2 separate regions of the Tachysurus vachellii genome follow, and region 2 is linked to region 1. A link is a contact called in public Hi-C data. All regions are on one chromosome and are shown on one strand. Each heading gives the region's core, a stretch centred on a gene start, on an enhancer-like site or on the middle of the called end of the contact. The rest is flanking DNA. Distances are from core to core; before and after follow the strand shown. Region 1 holds the start of ndnf (neuron-derived neurotrophic factor). Region 2 holds the start of LOC132862647 (proproteinase E-like).

Region 1 (5,945 bases), core at 2,344-4,843:
TTGAAGGTAGCACCAGACAAATGTGTCATTATGACCTTACAAAACGATCTGCTTATACAGAGGTGGAATTAAAGACAACCCTGATCTAATAGGGATGCATCAGTCCCACTTTTCCATTTTTAATACGATACCAATATCAGATCTCCAAGCATCAGCCGATACCCGATACTGATCCAACACTGACATCCTCACAGTAAGTATCGGTTGCCTTGTTATTTGATCACAGGCAGGTTGGTGGCCTGCTGTAAGACAAGCTGTGTCCTTATTGTCACACACATTCACAGCATAAAATTCATCAGTGGAGTAGATCAAAAACCAGGCCAAAGTATTAGAGTGCTATAGATACACAATGGCTGTATCCTTAAATCTTCTCATTGATGTGCACAATAGTGTGGATGGGAAAATTAGTTGCCAGTCGGTTCCAAAAGGGTCAGAAAGAGAGAGGAAAGATAAGATGTGTGAACAATTGTAGCTCAGTGCTTAAGGTTTTGTTCCAGTGACCCCAAGGTTATGAGTCAAGAGGCGCTGTTGACCAGGAAGAGAGAAGAGATCTATAGACCAAATTGTCTAGCTCCTTCAAAAACATGTGCATATCCATTATCAAAATTAAAAGCGTGAACAAATGTTGGAGTCCAGTCAATCATGCCTTTGTTTTGAAGTGTGTGCATGGGGAGAGAGAGAGAGAGAGAGAGCGAGAGAGAGAGAGCTTTTCAGTCTGACATCTCAAAATCCTGCCAAGCTTCAGTTCTGCCTAAGTCAGCATTTCCCTGCTCTAAATTAGGTCTTAGTCACTTCAGCCTCAAGTGAAAGCTTGCTGCACATCACCATATCAAGACCAAGGTGACAAGAAGGCGCAGTGGGAATTCGGTCCATGGCCGCCTTTTCTGTGTTTCCACCCAGAGAGCACAGAGGCACCGTTCAGAGGGTGTGTGAGAACCGTAAGCTGAGCTGTTTGTATGGAACCCGCTGGGAAAGAGCATTCCAGATGGAATATTCAGCAGCATTACGAGCTGAACAGGTATGGAAATGAGGGGTAACAGAGTGAAAAGAAGTAAGTGGGAAACCCCTGATTCTGTACCTATAGAACTTGACACGGAGACCTGGGGAGCGGTGCGACCCAAACAGTGACCCAAACAGGCGCTGCATACCGACGGCGTCCTGTCACACTTGCCGGACACACACACGGCCATTGCAACAGTGGCGGGATTCTTTCTGCACAGCAGTTTTCATATGCAAATGGAGGGTTTAGACACGCTATGTGACACAGGCCTTGCCCATTTTCACACTTTTGTTCCACTTTTCATTGCCTCTCTGAGAAAGAGCATGGAAGAGAAAGAGAGAGAGAGAGAGAGAGAGAGAGAGAGAGAGAGAGAGAGAGAGAGAGAGAGAAAGAGAGACAGAGAAAGAGAGACAGAGAGACAGAGAGAGAAAGAGAGACAGAGAGAGAGAGAGAGAGACAGAGAGAGAAAGAGAGAGAGAGAGAGAGAGAGAGAGAGAGAAAGAGAGAGAGAGACAGAGAGCGAGAGAAAGAGAGAGAGAGAGAGAGAGAGAGAGAGTAGGAACAATGACTTGGCCTCGCTGTTAAATACACTTATTCAAATCCTCTTCTCTCTGTCTGCTTTTTCTTTACAGAGTGAACAGAAAATATCACTTTCACCAGGTCAGGCAGGCAAATAAATAACTCAGACAGTAATAATTAATTCATTATTCTGGTAGTTTAAAATAATGAAAAATAAACATTTTTCTTCTTATTAGACACTAAACAAAACTGAATAAAAAATACAGACATCAACAGATGTGATATTATTTAGCTTCCTTACGTTTTTTTTTTTTACCCACAAGTCATACTTCAAGTCGTTTTTTTTAATCAGTGCAAAACCAAATGACGTGCTTTTTTTTTTGTCCTGATGAAATGATATTGTGTTGGATGGTAGAGATGGTTTTGGAGTATTTTCCTAAGGTTTAAAAGATAAATAAATAAATAAATAAATAGATAGATAGATAGATAGATAGATAGATAGATAGATAGATAGATAAATAAATAAATAAAAATGACCTAAATGAACCATCAACATTATAACCGTTTCTCTACAATAGTATATTATAACCACCACAGTGATGAATATAAACCCATACTTTTGAAGAAGAATAAAAAAGCCAAAATAATGACTGAATAATCAAATAAAATTTGTTTAGTGTAAAAAAATGACAAAGGTTTTTGTTTACTATAAGAGAAGGAGTTAGCATTGATGCTAATCGTGTTTTTAATTGATGTTTCTCGTTAACATATTGGCCATAATCCAGAACTTTCTGTCTTAAAATATACAAACGGGCTGAAACGGGCGTTTTGTCTCAGAAAACGGTGTAAAAACAATATAAATTTAAGCTAAAGATAAATGTGAGCTAAAACGCTGCAGGTTGTCGAACATGTCGGTGACATTAAAGGGTCCTGTGATGAGAGCGCGTGAGACTCTGATGTGCAGCCTCGCGCACAGAGCTGTCCGGGCGCGCGCGCCTCCTGTCTGCTTTGCCTGCTTCCCGCGTGCGTCCAGTTTCACCTGTTTTTAAAAGACCGTGCTTCTTATTTTTCTTCTTTTCTTCATCCTTATCTCTCCCACCTCAACCCGGTGCGTGGGGCTAAATTAAAAGCGCGTGCGAGCTCGGGCTTGATTGAATTTAACTACCCTGAGTTGTAGAAACCGCAAAAAAAAAAAAAAAAACAGTTCCCTCGCGCACTGGCACGAGTTTCAAAGGGAGCAGTTTTAGTACTCGGAGAGTCCCGAGCTATTTTTTTACCCCCTTCCTCGACATGCCCAAAGTTTTCCTAATAAAAGCAATTTACGAGATTTAAACTCACGCTTAGGACGGAAATGCAAAATCATGCAACACACAAGGCTATAAAAAGCAAACTGTTCAGTGAAGATCTGAAGGAAAGTTCTTCAGAGTGCATTCAGGAAACTTTGCAGTCATGCAAAATAAAGTTAAGGACAAGGTATTCCCTGTAAAGCCCCAGACCCACATAAAGAATAAGAAGAGGTTCCTTGATTTGCACAACAACTGATGTATGCATGCATGCATGCATGCAAAATAAAAAAAAAAGGAATGAATCTGTCTCAATGAAATTAAATATTGTATAACACTTTACCTTGTTCTGCTTTATTCGGACCAGATGAATGTTAAATAGGCTTCCCAGATAAAAGTCAGTTAGTTTTGATCCCCTCCAGGAGCGCGAGATCTTCAACTCGAATGCATTGCATTAAAAGATAAACAATAATAAAAAAAAAACAACAACACACAAACCGATGCCCGTGTAGAACTTAAAGACGAAGTGTGATAACAGTAAAGTTTGTCCTTTGTCTCTTTTTAGCAGTAGATTCCTCCACTCACTTGAGCACACAGGAGTGATGCGGTGCGGTGCGCTGCGGTGCGCTGCGGTGCGCAGTTTGTGGCACTGACGGGGTTTGTGGTCGCTCCAAACTCCAAACTGAGAGACAGGGAGGTTATCCTGAGGTTTCTGTCTCCCCTCTGTTATTCAGACTCTGACTGAACTGAAGTGAGAGAGGACAGAGAGCTGTCGAGCCTCTGGTTCCGCGCGCTCGCAAAAGCGACTCCCATGAGCCTGCCCACTTCGTGCACACACACACGCACACACACACACACACACACCATTACCCAAACTCTATCTCCCAAAAGAAATGACCTACATCTGTCCCCGCTGCATTCTTCATAAATAAAGGTGCCAGAAAGGGGACTTTAAACACGTCATTCACTCATCCGACCAGTCTATAAGCATTATTACTGAGGTTTAAGGTTCATTATATAAAAATAAAGAACTTAATCCAAACTTCAACAAACAATGAACAAGTGTAGAAAGTATAAGCAGTAATCTTCTCTTACAGTCTGAGACAATCGCTGTACCTTTTTTTGTTGCTGGGTTTTTCCCTTTTCACATGGACATGGACATGTGTGTGCAGTGTTTAGTGTGAAAACTACAAAGAAAAAAACCAAAACACACATATAGCTTTAAAGTAAACCATAAACACTAAAATATCAATCCAGCAGTGAAGGTAGAATTTAGTATGCTTTGGTACCTTTGCATCATTTTTTCTGCAAGTTTCCAAGAATCTTTTCCATGTTTTTTTCCCCCTAAATAACCTTCAAATGAATGTAAATCTTTTTGGGTTAAACTTTTTCGTTTAAGGGGAAAAAAATGTTCTTCTACACTGTCAGTATTTAGAAAGTTATTAAAAAGTAATTCATATAATTAAGAAGTGTTCTGAAGTTTGTAAAATTCAAGATAATATAAGATATTAATGTAAAGATTTATATGGTTCATTGCTAATCATTGATGTGCCAAGAATCTTTTCAACAAGGCCCCTGGAGCATTTTTTTTTTTGGTCTATGGAGCTTTTAAGTCCAGGAACCTTCTGTTTTTGAAGTAACCAGTGCTATTTTGTGTTCTTGAACTTGACATGCCGTGATGAGCTGCAGTCTAGAGAACCCATAATCTAGATTAGTCAGCATTCCTGCTGTACACTTTGCCTTATTAAAGGGTGTTCATGTAAGACTGGGGATCCCCCGTAACTGTTTACTGTAAACGGTAGAGTTGAGGCATTTTTCCCTGCAGCCGCAGGTAGCGCACAACACCTGAGATACTGTCTGAATCTCAGACAGCTTTATATCGGCCATATGTAGGGAGCAGGAAGCTGTTTGGAATGGAGCCACTGACAGGGCCTCTGTGTGTGAATAAGAAAGTCAATTAGGGGCAAAGAAAGAGAGAGGAAGAGGGAAAATTCCCACGTCTTCTTTACTTGCTCTTTGTCTTCCTCTCTTTTGTGTCTTTGCCTCTTTTTTTTTATTCAGTTCTACAAACAACAGTTTGCTATTCTGGGGTTACGTGAGGAATGCTTTGTTTTCCTCAAAGTAGCCTTGTCAGGTATATGACAAGGTTGTTATACACTTGTACTTTAATGCTGCTGTATGGCATTTAATTTATAGTTCTTAGGGAAAAAAAAATCTAATCTAAATCGAATCTTTATCTTGCACACCATAAACAGCTAATCTGTAGCCTAGCAAAGACGCCAAATGTTTTGCATATTAATCATCATTAACAGTGAACGATGGTGACCAGATTGTAGGATGTAGGAAGAAACAACGTCTTCGTCTTTATCTTCGTCTTCCGTTGTACATTCTGCTCAAACCCAAACCGCTTCAGTTTTCATGCTAACACTCTCATCAACGTCACTGCAACTTTCTCCGTCAGAACTTTCCCATTAAAACGTGAAACATTGATGGAAAATGCCTCCTGTCTCTAGGAGATAAAAGTAAACATTACCTGTTATCGCTTAGGTTTGAGATCATTGGAAGTGTTTCCTATTACTATTACTGTTGTAACTGTGCTAGCGATAGCAGTGACATCAACTTTTATCAAGAAATGAAACTGCTACCAAACTCATCACAAATATTTCAATCTAAACATATTTAATGTGTCTCAGGGTGAAGTTGAAATATTTTAAATTCTTCTATCACTGTTTGAGATGAAATACGATCACGTGTTGTTGACTGTCTTACAACAGATCTAGTAGCTAATGTTGTTTTTCACACAGATATTCAGAGCAAACCCAGAGGTGTGAAACCCCCACAGCAGCACTCTTTTGTGTGTAGCCATGTTGTAACCCAGGGAAAGTAAATATTTATAAAAGACAAGACCCACCAGACCAAATTCTGCCCCTGACGGAAGGTAATTATGTCTGTATTTATGACTCGCTAAGGCCATGACTTCTTCAGGACTCATAAAGTCTGTTTATGATACTCAAATACAGAGTAAAGTGTTTACGACAGCCTCGTTTTTTGTTATTTGTCCCCTCTTTAAGAGAATGTCTGTCACTATTTAAATTTTCTATCCTATTTTAATCTTATTTAATATCTGGTCATTGATGTTTTAA
Region 2 (5,945 bases), core at 1,469-3,968, 160 kb before region 1:
ACTACTTTTCTTTGTGGGGTCTGGCATCGGCACTGGAGCTGTAACTGGACCCAGTGTGAATAAAAGACGCTTGGTACCGGGTGGCTATTTCACTCAGACGCACTCGAGTCACTGACCGTTTAACCACAAATATATATAAAAAAAAGAAAACTGGAAAGGAGAAGTTGTTCCTTTTAGCTACTAGCCGTATCACTTTCACATCCACAGTCATGCTGTGAGGTTGAGTAGCATCCAAAAAATTCCCAGTCTTCTACCAAACACTGTGTGTATATCATTATATCATCATTTATCAAAAACTAATATGTTTGTCAGAATATATTTCTAACAATTTCCTCATAAATGTAAGCAGGAGAAATCTCTAAGGCCGGTAGTGAATCCTTCACCATCCCTATTGAAGATACTGTTTAACCACATAAAGTTCTTTTATCAGGTTACGTGTATTATAGAAAGAAGCTGTAGTTCCTCTTCTTGATCTCTTCACAGACTACATACAGTTTGTACGGATTTATATTGTATACAGTTCAGATTCATATGTCTCACGTATACTGATCAGTATAGACAGTATCAATGGCCAAGCATTAGGTGGTGAATGCAGTATACACTGAATCAAATGGTGTAGGAACTGAATCAAATGCAGTAAATACAGAATCAAATGCAGTGGGTTCCGAATCAAATGAAGTAGAAACTGAAATGAATGCTGTATGTATGGAATTGAATGCAGTAGCTAATGAATCAAATGCAGTAGTTAGCAAATCCAATACAGTAGTTTGTGAATCAAATGCAGTAGGTACTGAATCAAATCCAAGACAAGTCTAAAACTAAGAGTCTTCCAAGATAAATTCAACAGAATCTTAAGGCCAAGTCACAACAAAAGCAAGGCAGACTCAAGAGAGACCCTAAAAAAAACTTCAAATCCTTTTGAAGGACAGGCCATAACTGGCCAGCTTCATTTGTGCATTGAGTCAATGATTAGGATCCGTCAAGAAGGAATTATTTCTTGTCCAACTTCATACACTTGAAAAGAAAAGACAACACAAACATTACTTTAAAAAAAAAAAAAAAAACCCCACAAGGGTTTTAGCAAAACCAAGCCCATGACAGAGACAAGTCCAAATACAAATGATAATAAGTCCAAGACTACAACAAACTCATGGGAAACATAAGAAATTCCCATGCACTCTTACATCTCCATCCCTGCATGCTTTTTAAAACAATTATTTTACAAAATAAGTGATGGTTAGAAAACTGAACAGTGTGTCAGAACGAACACATGATCAAACTACTACTTTAGAGCAAGACCCGCCTCCAGGGGGTCGATAGACATATGGTGAGGGTCATTTAATTGGATGATCGCTAAGTTATGAATCATCAGACAATTTTTTTTAAAAATCAGAACACCCCCAGAAGTGATGAACTAGGAATTTAAAACAAAAATAAAAATAAAAAATCTTTCTTTGTCTATAACTTTAAGGGACACTAAAGCTTCCTTCACTTACAAAATGCAGTGTCCAGCTGTCAGAACCCAGCGTGGAGCGATTAGAGTCCCACCACAGGTATGATACCAACGACTGCCGTGTTTATACTGGAGTGAGATCTGTACACACACACACACACACACACACACACACAGTTTTTAGAGTCTTTTTTTATAAATGCATGTGAGGCAAATGATAATAGTACTAATATTAAGTCTTGTTTCTAGTTTATTTTGCTTTTACATTGTCATTATCATTAGCAAACACTTAGCAGCTATGAGCTAGAACTAGTTTCTGAACCAATTTAAATATTTTCCAGCTTATGTCCAAAAATCTAAATAACAAAGCTAATATTTCCTTTTATATTTGTATTATTTATCAAATCACCTCATGTGTAACCACAGGCTAGCTTAAATATCTTGGGGGAAAAAAACAGTCAGTCACAATCAGTTTGGTTTTACATTGTCTGTAACAAAGCTGCTTTAAGCTAGCTAACTAGTTTCCAAAGCTGTCTGTATTTTTAGTTTCCATCTGAGAAAAATGTTCAAAAAAACATTACACTGGTTAGATCTTCACACTCAACAGTCAATATGAGCATACGTTGTAGACTGGAGTTTAAACTTTAATTTATTTTCGTTTAGCTTTCCAAGCTAAGGGATTAGAAAAGTTACTGAAGTACCTGCCAGGGCCAGCTGTGGGGCCTGGCTTCTTCTCCGTTTACTACTCTGCCAGGGAGCGGCTCAATCTCAGGAGTGCCACATCCATAGGCTAGAGTACACACACACACACACACACACACACACACACACACACATTCAAATAACTAATATTATGAAGCTATGAATACAGATGAAGGTAAAAGACATTTCTGAAAAATGGTAAATACTCAAACACAATGTGAGGAGGTGAAAGTAAGTACTAACATATGTTATTTAAATTCCCATAAAATGCTTGAAAGATTAATGTTTTGAGTTAAGAACAAAGCGATTGTTCGGATGAGAGCGACACCTCCAGCCGATAGCGTACTCACCATAATCTGCTATGAGCAGGAAGAATGCTAGTTGTGTTAGCATGCTGTGTATTTGTGTATCAGAGTGGACACCCGGGCCTTGAGTTTTTATAGCTGCCACTGACCTCCACGCATTAAAGGAGTAGTTCATACACAAGTCTACACAATGCTTCACCTAGTCCAAATGTCGTCAGTTGGCCAGTATGTTTTGTGCGTAAAGTTTTCTATGTAGATTTTTACTAGAGCTACAAATCTGAGGTAAGAAATGCTTATAGCTACCTGTTTTGTGAGGTTAACTGTTGCTTTAAGGCAGGTAGAGGAAACGAGAGGGCTGGTTTATCAGTTCTAGTTATTGATATGAGCTGGGAAGAAACTTAGTACACACACATGTGGAAAGAGCAACATGACATGAGGGAAAGAATATTCACACGGCATAAACACAAAGACTAAAATGCGAAATCATAAAGATTTTTTTATTATTATTGGTCATTAGCAAGCCACCTCAAGCATTATCATTATGATATTGTCCTAGAAACAATAATCACAAACATCGCTAGCTAATAATCAGCTACTATAAAGTTAAACTGAGCTCATCTAACTCATCATACCATCATCACAACATTCTGAGGTAGATTATTTTCCTAAAACAGCTTCAATGCACGAGTTTTAACATTACATATAACATTTCATATGAAGGATATTGGTTGGTGTGTGTGTGTCAGTGCAGATCTGCAGATCGTAGAGAATTGGGTGAATAATAGAGAGGAGGAAAATGACAGATCGATAAAGCCAGATGCAGACATGGAGCCTGTCCAGGACTGTAGTATCAGCACCACTGACATATTCACACATGCGTGACTGCATAATTGCAGACACTGGTGTTTACTCAAGACCAACAGTCCTGTAACAACTTTTTCATGTGTTAATAAATAACACAGCGCCACAACGTCCTCCAGCTCTCACTGAATCTCGAGCACATTTCATCTACATCTTTCTGTCCTTCTCTGTCTTTCTTTCTCTCTCTCTCTCTCTCTAGCCCTCTTTTCTCTGACAGTTTTCTTCTCTCTAGGGGAGAATTACAGTTCTCTGAGAAACAAGAGCGCTCTCATAAATCCCTAGTTTAAAGAGGCACAGCGAATCGATGTTTGGCCAAACAGCTAAATGGCTCTGTTTGTTTTTGGGTTGCGTTCAAACAATTCACCACGCCACATATTTCGTGGGCTGATTTACGCATGTGTGTCATATTTGCATAAGCGTCGTGGAAACCCAGGGCACCGCGGTGCAAAGCCAATTCGCTCGAGGACACACTGTCTCTGTTGTCATAATGTAAGGAATATGAAATCTCTCCCTAGGTGGGGATAAAACACTCTGTGCAAGGACACCCATCTCTAAATGATTAGCTCACATACTGAAGCATGCTGGAATGTCTGAGAATGTGGGCTTTAGCATCTATGCAACGTGTATTTTTTCATAAAATACAGAAATACACATCATCCACACAAGGGTTCCATCATTTTCGTACACTTTACAAATATAGATCACTTCTATAACCAATTCTTTTCTTTACTAGGTACTGACCCCACTGACATTCTTGTTCACAATGAATCTGATTGGTCAGAACAGGAATGAATGTATTATCATGATCATTTCTATTAAAACACCTCATCCATGTGGACTCGTTTAACAGGCGTGCTACATAACCGAAGCCTAATAATATACTGATTCGGGCGAAACCTACTGTGCTTCATAAAGCAAAATGACTAATCATTGTTACGGTGAATGGAAACCGATGGAAATAGTCTCCAGTGTCAGCACTCAGAAGCAGTACATGATGTTTCTTTCTGATCTTCTGTAGTAGCAACGTCTTCAAGACATTCAAGGTTCTCAAGAACATGACACAAGTTGCACCGTTTCTGTCTTGTTAAGATAAAAGAAAAAAAAAAAGAAAGCTCTACAAATGTAAATATCCATCAATTCTTGTTTGTGTCACGCTGCATCACAGCACCCAGTCAATAATTTTCCTACAAAGAGCATGTCACAGTTTTATTCCTTACATACAATGACGTGACCCTATGGAACACTCTCTGTGTAGCATTTCCCATGGAGCAGTTCACCCAGCCACAGTAGCCACACACACACACACACACACACACACACACACACTTAGATAAATCACCAGGGGCTCAACTCACACCCTGTAAGAACAGCCAAGAGGATCTGCTGAGGTTCTCAGACATGGCAGCAATCATCTGAGGCGAAACCATAAGCGTTGAGGCTTTAAAAGGATAAATCACATCAAACTCAGGAAGAGGGCAAAGGCTCATTTAAGGTGATCGAAGTATCCACTTCCTGAAGTAAAGCCACCACTTCCTGTAAGCAAGCCCTCCACTTTCTCCTTCTTAACATAAACTGTTGATAGCTGAGGAGGATAAGAATATTTATCTCCACCTAAATATTCCAGTTCGATAATTATTTAAGGGGAAAAAATAACGATCAGCCAAATGTGCAGATTGGACGCCATTTAGGAACATGATGGATTTAAAAATTCCACAGTGCAATCACAAGGTACTTTACGTGGGCAAATTGTCTACACAGATTTATATGTATCCTGACATTAGAACCATTTCCCAGAAACAAACATATGGATAAATCATAATTGTCTGGATCACATCAATAATCATTAATGCTTTGTTTGTTTTACATTAAAAATTCTCGAGGGCTACAGGGGATAGTGAAATATGGCTGTATAAATCTTTTTACTGTGATATTACCATCTAGCAACACATAATTAAACAGCTGCTACTTGTTTTACTCATGTTTGAGAAATAATGGAGCGTAATTGGTCCAAACCTCCATACCTAAAAGCCTAAAAGTGAAGGAATGCTGTTTGGGGTTAAACTAAACCCTTAAAAAAAAAAAAAAAGAATGAACAGGCTACATATAGTATAGCGAATGATAAATATTCATTCATTTTCTACCGCTAATCCGAACTACCTCGGGTCACGGGGAGCCTGTGCCTATCTCAGGCGTCATCGGGCATCAAGGCAGGATACACCCTGGACGGAGTGCCAACCCATCGCAGGGCACACACACACACACACTCTCATTCACTCACACACTCACACACTACGGACAATTTTCCAGAGATGCCAATCAACCTACCATGCATGTCTTTGGACCGGGGGAGGAAACTGGAGTACCCGGAGGAAACCCCCGAGGCACGGGGAGAACATGCAAACTCCACACACACAAGGCGGAGGCGGGAATCGAACACCCAACCCTGGAGGTGTGAGGCGAACGTGCTAACCACTAAGCCACCGTGCCCCCATGATAAATATTAATACATGTAAATAAATACATACAGCTATATTACAGGTGGACGGCAATTAGAAATATATAGGTATTAGTATTTTCTGTGGATAGTCCAACATGGCCTCACTAAACATGTGCGTTTGACAAAA

What was found. Hi-C and Micro-C count contacts between places; a contact is called where the count stands out from the background.
Region 2: a contact with region 1 is called in a Hi-C map of blood, with 4 times the contacts expected there. The contact joins the promoter of LOC132862647 here to the promoter of ndnf in region 1. A contact is called at or near these places in 2 of 3 Hi-C or Micro-C datasets (blood and muscle).

What each region holds. Positions count from the first base shown.
Region 1 is chr19:19,620,731-19,626,675 of HZAU_Pvac_v1, reverse strand. ndnf (neuron-derived neurotrophic factor) reads right to left here and starts at 3,593. Exons shown (of 4, transcript XM_060894460.1): 1 at 3,146-3,593.
Region 2 is chr19:19,778,305-19,784,249 of HZAU_Pvac_v1, reverse strand. LOC132862647 (proproteinase E-like) reads right to left here and starts at 2,718. Exons shown (of 8, transcript XM_060894784.1): 1 at 2,506-2,718; 2 at 2,155-2,243; 3 at 1,497-1,594. The coding sequence starts at 2,635.